3 separate regions of the Hordeum vulgare genome follow, and all the other regions are linked to region 3. A link is a contact called in public Hi-C data. All regions are on one chromosome and are shown on one strand. Each heading gives the region's core, a stretch centred on a gene start, on an enhancer-like site or on the middle of the called end of the contact. The rest is flanking DNA. Distances are from core to core; before and after follow the strand shown. Region 1 has its middle 97 kb from the start of LOC123442890. Region 2 holds the start of LOC123439479 (protein IQ-DOMAIN 6-like). Region 3 holds the start of LOC123442893 (protein ALWAYS EARLY 3-like).

Region 1 (2,700 bases), core at 40-2,539, 450 kb after region 3:
AATCTTTGTGGTGGTGTTGAGAGTCTCCAATTAAGTTGTGGAGATTGCCTCAATCTTGTTTATAAAGGTTCGGTTGCCGCCTTTTAAGAGCACCACTAGTGAAATCGTAACATCTTGCACTGTGTGAGGGCGTGAGGAGATTACGGTGACCCCAATGGCTTTTTAGGGTGCATTGTGCCTCCACGCCGCTCCAAACGAAGATCAGCATCTGTAAGACTATGAACTTCGGGATACACCATCGTCTCCGCGTGCCTCGGTTATCTCTTATCTGAGCTCTTTACTATGCACTTTACTTTGTGATAGCCATTGTTTCTTGATATATATTTTGCTATCACTTAGTTGTTTATTTTGCTTAGCTTAAGTTGTTGATGTTCATAGATGAGCTTAATTATTTTAGGTTTTGTGCTTGAGTAATTAAACGTTAGTTTTATTTTGTAATTGTTTAAGTCTTAACCATAATTATTTTAAAGCATATATTCATATCTCTCCTCCTCCTAGTCGACATCCATGTTCTTTCACTAATACATCTATGGATTTTTTAAAGAACCAAAGGAAAAAATCTGGAATTTTATTTCAGCAAGATAGGCGTACGGCTGGAAACATCCCTTCGACTTATTAGTGGCTTCGTCACTGATGCTAGAACGTCATTTCTCTGTCAACCTTTTTTTACGGAACGTCTCTTGAATTCATGAATGGATTTGGCGCTACATTTTTTTTGTTTGAGGGAAATTTGGCGCTTCAGTTTGAACGAACATTTCTGGGACATCCTATGTGGCGCCTCAAGCGCCACCAGGGAACGGGCGCCTGCATCGGCCCTCTTCTTGGGCCGGCCCATATTAAATTCCTTGGTTATTAAAAAAGTATAAAAAGTTTACAGAATTTTTAAAAAGTTCAGATTTTCCAAAAAAAATCTATAATTATGAAAAACAAGTTCACCGATTTTTGGAAATATGTTCACGATTTTTCAAAAAGTTCACAGAATTCAAAAAAAATGTCATCGATTTTGAAAAAAAGTTCATCAATTTTTAAAAATAGTTCACTGATAGCGAGAAATGTTCATGATTTTTCAAAAAAGTTCATCGATTACAAAAAAAGGTTCATCGATTCTAAAAAAAAAGTACAACTATTTTCAAAAAAGTTCACCGATTTCAAAAAAGGGTTCACGCGCTAAAATAGTTCACGGCTATAAAAGTTCATAATGAATATCTAGACAGGCCGACTCATTACAGAGCGTTGCAGGGGCCGGTTAGTACATTTTGCCTTTAACCGGCGTCTGGGGCGTTAAATAGGGTTTGTCAACATTTCCTGTTCGGCACCTTCAGCATTCTCACATAAACGGACGCTGAAGGTGCTCTTACCTGGGCCGGCCAAACAAATTGCATGCTGCCAACTTTAAACTCGCAACCTCACAATTGAATGGACTGCGAACTACCACTCGGATATAGGTTGTGAAATACTTGCTTTTTTATTTCATTTTATTTCTTTCTGCAATACATGTTTTTTTCCTGTAATTTTTTATCTGGTTTTCCTTTACCATTTCCCTTTTTATTTTTCCTTAAAATGCATGGATTATTTAGTATTTATGAAATTTTTCTTCAAACTAGATGAACATTTTCTCCAAAATCTATGAACTTTTATTCATATTCGTCAACCTTTTTCTAGTTCATGAACAATTTTTTTCAAATTCATGAAAAGTTTTTTCTATAATACATGAACTTTTATTCAAATTTCTGAATTTCAAAATCAATGGAGTTTTTTCAATTTTATGAACTTTTCTAAAATATTGATGAGAATTTTCCATAATTTATTATTTTTATTCCTAATTCAATGAACATTTTTCTAGTTGGATGATAATTATTTGAATTTGATGAATTTTTTTAATGATGTTGTACTTCTATCAAATTCAATTAATTAAATAAATCAATGAACCTTTCTGAAAAATCCATGAACTTTTTGGCAAGTTCTTGATTTATGTCAAAATTCGTGAACTTTATGAATTCACGTGTTGTTTTTGTTTTTGCTGAATTATTTCATTTTTTGTTTTTTCGCTATCGCTAATTTATAAAGTATTCATGTAATATTACTCTATGTTTACAATACATATATATGATTTTGATGCATTTTGTATGATTTAATTAGAACTAACTTGGAATGACGTTGTTTTTAGCAGAATTATCATGGTGCTATTTTTTGTGCACAAAATGATAGTTTTTGAAATCGTTCGGAACTTTTTAATTATTTTTTGTAGAACATATAAGAAATATTGGAGCGAAGAACCACCACAGGTGAGCCACCTATGGGCCATGTTGTGTGGTGGTCCCCATATGGATCCGTTGGCGTAATTCCAACAGTGAGAAATCCTATATATATACCAAAATCCTCAAAAGATTAGGAGAGAACTTCCGTTCCGCCGTTGTGACTCTCCGTATCGAATAAAACCTATCTAGAGCCTTTCGAGTACCTTGTCGGAGGGGCAAATCATCTCCGGTGGCCATCGTCATTATCCGAGCGGAGGACATGATGAGGAGGGAGTATTTCACCCTTGGGGCTATCTAGTTCCTTGTCAAACTTTCCGATGAACCTGTAAGTTGTCGTTATGATCACCTAGTTACAGATGACGTTTGAGCAACCCCAAAGCTCATCGTACGGTAAGAAGTGATCTAATGGTCGAAGGAACATAAAACACACATTAATACTCTG
Region 2 (2,700 bases), core at 87-2,586, 350 kb after region 3:
CTGCACGCGGACCAGCGCCTGCATGCACCGGAGCGTCACCGCCGCCTGCTTCCGCACCTGCCGGCCGCGCACGATGGCCTGCAGCCGCACCAGCCCCTTGAGCGCCCGCAGCGCCCGCCGCGCCTGCAGAAACACAAACACTCAGCGTGCAATCCAGAGCGCGCGCAGTCGCCGTGCAGATGCAGCCCGAGAAGAGTGGTTGGTACCAGGAAGCCGCGGAAGGCCGTCTGGATGCGGATGGCGGCCCACTCCTGCCGGACGGCCATGAAGTCCTTGGCGGGCGCGCGGGCGACGGTGGCGAGGGCGGCGGTGAACATGTCGGCGGCGGCGGCGGCCAGCGAGGAGGCGTCGTCGGAGGCCTCGGACGCCGCGGACCGTTGGCTGCCGCCTCTGGAGCCGCGCCACAGGGAGCCGTGGTCGCCGGAGGAGGTCCTCCACAGCCTCCACTTCCGGCCCTTGCCTCCAACTCCAAGCACGGACGGAACTAGCAGCTTGCTCTGTAGGAGAAGCAGAGGAATGAGGGGATGTCGGGCATTGTTACCGCAAGAGATTTGAAGCTCGGCATGAACACTCAGATGAGATTAACCCAAGGAGATTGAAAAACAAGAAGCCTATTTTGAGCCAATCATAACCCTGCTTCGGCGGGTCGTGGTAGGAATACTTGTGAAGGGAAGCAGCAAGAAAGTACAATCAAGTCAAGGGGGGATGAAAAGCACTGTTGGTATTTGCATCTTGATGACGACACATGTGCGCAACAATGAAAAGAGACATCGCGTGGGCATTAGGGAGCAGTGGATTTTTGCCGGCAATGGGGTTAGGGAAACCAATCTTGGTGTCATCTTAATTTCTCCTGCTTCATCTATTTCGGGAAAAACACGAGCTCTAGATGCAGCTAAACCAACAAAAATCAAGTGCGAAACGGAATGTTTCTGCACATCCAATCAAAGAATCGATGGAGAGAGCAAGAAGCGCAGCGGCCATGCCGCGAGTCTGCGGGTGGCCTCACCTTGATGCAATCCTCCCTGTCGGGCTTCTTGAGCCCTATGAGCGACTTGACCCACTTCCCGGACCCTCCCATCTCCCGCTCCTCCACGCCAAGAACAGCACCAGAGCGGCGGCCGCCGGAGAGAAGGAAGGAGAGAGTCTCGAGGAAAGAAACGGCAAGAAGGAGGAGGAGAGCGAAGGAGGCGGGGCGGAGCAGACAGGTGTGTGCGACTGCGTGCGCGTGCGCTTCCGAGAGAGCCCGGTGTGGGGGGCTTTGCAGTGGCAGTGGAGTGGCAGTGGCAGAGAGGAGGAGAGCGTTGGCTTGACGTTGGGGGAATGGCCGGGTGGGATTTGAAATTCGAAATGGAGGGAAGGGAACTGCCCGAAGCACACGCATGCAATGCTGCCAATGCATGCAGCAAAAGCCAGCCAAAGCGAGCTCGTCGTCGCGGCCACGACCGCCGCTTTGTTTAATCACCCATCACTCGCTAATCACCCAAACAAATACATACCAGCACTGCTACTGCTACTGGACAAAAAGGAGAAGCGAAGAAGAATGCAAAAATAGGATACTGTACTAGCAATGCGGTTGGGGAGCACAAGAAGGATCCTATGTGAATTTTTCAGAGTAAAAATTTTGAGGTTCCCCCCTCCCGTCCATCACTCGCTTCGTTTCACGTCGCATTGGATTCTCACTTCACTCCACTGTTCCAGTTTTTCTTCTTTTTAACCGGTTGCTGTTGTTGGGCGTGGCGACATGTGTGGCGCGGCCATAGGAGCGCGCTCTGGTTTCGTTTGGTCCCGAAAAATGTCTCGCGTTTCGTCGCGTCGGGAACGGCGCCGGCGGGGAGAGGGGAGAGGAGCGGGGCACGCAACTTTGCCCGTCTTTTTCTGGGTCCTTGCGAAAGCCGGCCGGGTGTGCACTGTGCAGTCCTGCGTGTGCGCGTGAGCTGAGAGAGTGAGTGCAAGAAAGAAAAGCTGGCACTGGCACTGGCACCGGCGGTTTGCGGTCAGTGGACTGCCCGTCCGGTCCGGCTGACGACCATTGCCCGGGCCGGCGTCTCGTTGCGCAACGCAAGTGCGCGATGCCGGGTGGATACGGTGGTCACGTTTTTGGCGCTTGCGGCCTCGTCCGTCCTGGGTTTGGGGCTGGGGTTTGGATGGAACGGGTCAATCGGGTCCGGTTGCGTATCCTGTGATCGTGTGGTCCTTTCTTTACCTTTGTGCGTGGATTTGGCACTTTGGGGGTTTGTTTGGGGTTTGGCGATGCTCTCTCTTTCACCCTCTCTCTCTCTTTGCGGCAAATAGCAGTACTGGCACACATTTGCATACGATCAGGAAAAAACAACAAGAAGAAAGGTAAATGGTGTTATTGTGTAGAGAAGCTGGATATGCACAAAGCATATGACCGTGTTGAATGGAATTTCCTACGGAGTAGAGTATGCTGCTGCGCTTGGCTTTTCACGAGTTTGTGGAGCTTCTCATGGCTTGCGTTTGTCCAGTGAAATACAAAGTAAGGTTCAAAAATCAGGAGACAAACTCTTTTATTCCTGAAAGAGGGCTCTGCCAAGGAGACCCTCTTTCCTCCTATTTATTTCTGATTTGTACGAAAGGTTTGTCAAGTCTTGTGACTCATAAAGAGGAGGTTCGTGGCATTGAAGGTGTGAGGATATGTACAAATGCACCATCAGTTTCTCACTTATTATTTGCTGCTGA
Region 3 (2,788 bases), core at 109-2,608:
TCCCAACACATAAGATGGTGAAGAAAATATCGATGGGAGGGACCGAGCCCTAAGCCATGTAATAATAAAGGAAATCATCCAAAGGGTCTCAAGCCATCCTTGTTGGATCTCAAGGGGAGTAGTGAGAGAACATAACATGATAGATGCTAGAGAGATGTAGCTAAGAGGCTAGCAACATACATGAACCTAATTGGAGAAAAGGATAGGGGATAAAAGGGATAAGAAAGAAAAGAACATGAAGTTAGGCCTCAGACCCAGTAACTCTCCACCTCCGAAAATGCTACCACCACGATGACATTCAGATTGCAGAGAACATGAATACGAATATGAGAATCAACAACAACACCAACCCAAGCCCGGCGCAGGGCCCGGATCTGCTTCCTCCCGGCCTTGCCGAATCCTTCTCCAACCACCATGGATGAGATGAGTGGAGGAAGGAAGAAAGATACACGATCCGGTTCATTATTTGAGATAGGTAAAACACAACCACTTGGGATGCAGAAAACATGGTGAGTATAGGCATGGCGGGGTCAGGGGATTGATCCCCTCTCCCGCCTCCTCGTCGGTCGACGAAGCCAACATGGAAGAGAGGAGGAGGAGCATGTTGAGGAAACGAGGAAAGAAAACTCAAACGCAAGAGAAGATAGATAAGTGAGAAAAGAGGAATGGCTCCCCCATGTCGATGAAGTTTTAGGAAGTGTTTGAATCCCAACTCAATGTCCTAATAACGTAATAAGTTTGTAGTTTTTACACAACCTCTTGAATTGTAGGACACATTTGGTCTATAGTCATGTTTTACTTTGCCACACGCATTGGCTGAGCATTGTTTGTTTTATGGGTCATTGTCGCGAATGTGTCATACTTTATTAGACCACTTCCTCACATTGTTGTATACTCTCGTATTTTCAAAACCATGTAACGGCTCTGGCAACGGAATTGTCTTTGAAACGTCGTGCGGCTTCCCGCGGTTTAGCGCTAGAAAAAGCGCGGCAAACTCTATTCGGCCAAGAACCAAACGCGTCCTCAAACTTTCCACGTAACATAATAACCATCTAGCATGGGGGCATCGCTGCAAAAAAAAAAACAATTGCCATGTGTTTTTCTTTCTTCCCCACCAACCAAAACACACCTTCGAAGCCGAAGCGGCGGCCCAACAAGGCCCAGGCCGCACGGCGTCCCTGAAACCGAAACAACAAGCACTTCCGTCGCAGACCCTAATTTTCAAACGGGCAAACTTGCGTTTACCCCCCCGAAGCCCCACCCACCTCGCACATCCGCCCTCCCACCCGGGCTTCCCTTCCCTGCTCGGCTCCTCCTCCTCTACTTGTATCCTGCGCCCGCCAAGCCAAGCCAAGCCTTCCCCACAGGCAAACACAACCGACCACCTCGCCCACTCGCCGCCTCCTCCCTCGCCCCCGATCAGCCTCCGCCGCGGGGACCCCCAGCGGCGCGTCTCCTCCCCGGTGGACGCGGCGAGGCCGAGGGCAGCAGGCGCTACGTCCCCGGCCGTCGGTCGTCGTCCACGCGCGCGGTGCAGGGGCGTCCGAGCTGCGCGTGAGGCGCTGCCCGGGCGCGCTTCTCCCCAGATCCGAGGCAGGTGAGCTTCGCCCGCGGATTGGTTGGTTGAATTTCGCAGGGTGTCGGCGTAATCTCCGGTGAGATGGGTTTTCCGTCGGCGGCCGAGGCTTCCCGGCTGGGATTTCCGCCGTGGGCTTTGGGGCGATTTTGCGGGCAATCTGTCGTGTTTTTGCTGTTCGGTTCGTCATATCCTGGCGTGTTTTCGCTTCATCCTTCACGGATTTCTCCTCTCTCTCTCTCTCTCTCTCTCGGTGGTTCGGTCGCGTCTGGGAGGTCTGTGGGGGCGTTTTTGGGCTGCTCTTGGGGAAGACGCGATGGGGAATTTTGCGGGGCTCTGACTTGCACGTTTTAGATGGTCTCTTCTCTACGAGCAGATGTGTGCTTCGGCCGTTTAGAATTTTTTAGAACCAGTTCCCGTGGAAGATTTGATTGCGAGGTTTGCCTGGGCGCTTGGAACTCTGAGATTTATGGGTCCAAGTCGTTTCGTTTGTTGAGGTTCTGAGGGGATTTCACCCGTGATTTTTGTGCGCCCCGATCTCTGATGAGATGTCCCCTCGGTTGCGCTCTGCTGTTACGATTTTGGCTTGGATTTTTGCCACATGTTTCCCCTTGCCTCTCCGATTAGTATCTGCGAATTTATTTATTTTTACCAATTTTCTTCTTCGTTTCCAGTCATGGATTAATTCTGTCATCGACTTGCAGATCTTATCTAACTCGCTATTGCTTACATTGCTATGGACAACCAAGGGTTTTGGCTACGGGCCATCAAAATTCACCCTTTTTTGGGTACTAACATGGCTAGGAGATTCAAAGTCTGTGTGATTCCCTGATTAAAGCTTGCGAAGCGTGGATTTCCTAAATGAAATCCTCTTCAGCTTTGGTTCTTAAGTAGGTCTAGATGATGTGGTTGAACTCTTCATTATGGTCTCCTTCCCTGAAGCTGATAACTTCGTTGCCCAAATCTGACTAGTGAATACTGTTTAATTGCATATGTATTAAGTATATGCATTATAAACTACTGCATACTGAGGTTGCTTTTCTGGCTTGCAGCAATATTGGGTGGGTCTCTGTTCAAAGACGATTTCAATGGGTCCAGCAAAAGGTTCTCGGACAATCCACAAGATCACAATAAAAAGACATGAGGATCAACAGCATCATGAGGATCCAACTAGTTCAAGCAATGTGAAACTTAAAGTAAGGCATAGCAAGA

The links. A called contact is a pair of places that touch in the nucleus more often than the background predicts.
Region 1: a contact with region 3 is called in a Hi-C map of leaf, with 2.2 times the contacts expected there. The contact joins the enhancer-like site here to the promoter of LOC123442893 in region 3. A contact is called at or near these places in 2 of 6 Hi-C or Micro-C datasets (leaf and seedling).
Region 2: a Hi-C map of leaf shows a contact between it and region 3, with 3 times the contacts expected there. The contact joins the promoter of LOC123439479 here to the promoter of LOC123442893 in region 3. A contact is called at or near these places in 3 of 6 Hi-C or Micro-C datasets (leaf and seedling) and 1 of 1 datasets of contacts at active chromatin or transcription factors (embryo).

What each region holds. Positions count from the first base shown.
Region 1 is chr3H:43,185,095-43,187,794 of MorexV3_pseudomolecules_assembly, reverse strand. No RefSeq gene overlaps it. Among protein-coding and RNA genes, the nearest start is that of LOC123442890, 97 kb to the right of the region's middle. Within about 2 kb of position 1,289, at least 2 of the 3 cell types and tissues checked have open chromatin away from gene starts, as enhancers often do. A contact at or near this core is called in leaf, where this site is marked.
Region 2 is chr3H:43,287,067-43,289,766 of MorexV3_pseudomolecules_assembly, reverse strand. It overlaps LOC123439479 (protein IQ-DOMAIN 6-like), which reads right to left and starts at 1,336. Exons shown (of 5, transcript XM_045116191.1): 1 at 1,007-1,336; 2 at 207-497; 3 at 1-123. The coding sequence starts at 1,078.
Region 3 is chr3H:43,637,754-43,640,541 of MorexV3_pseudomolecules_assembly, reverse strand. It overlaps LOC123442893 (protein ALWAYS EARLY 3-like), which reads left to right and starts at 1,358. Exons shown (of 16, transcript XM_045119070.1): 1 at 1,358-1,597; 2 at 2,629-2,772. The coding sequence starts at 2,665.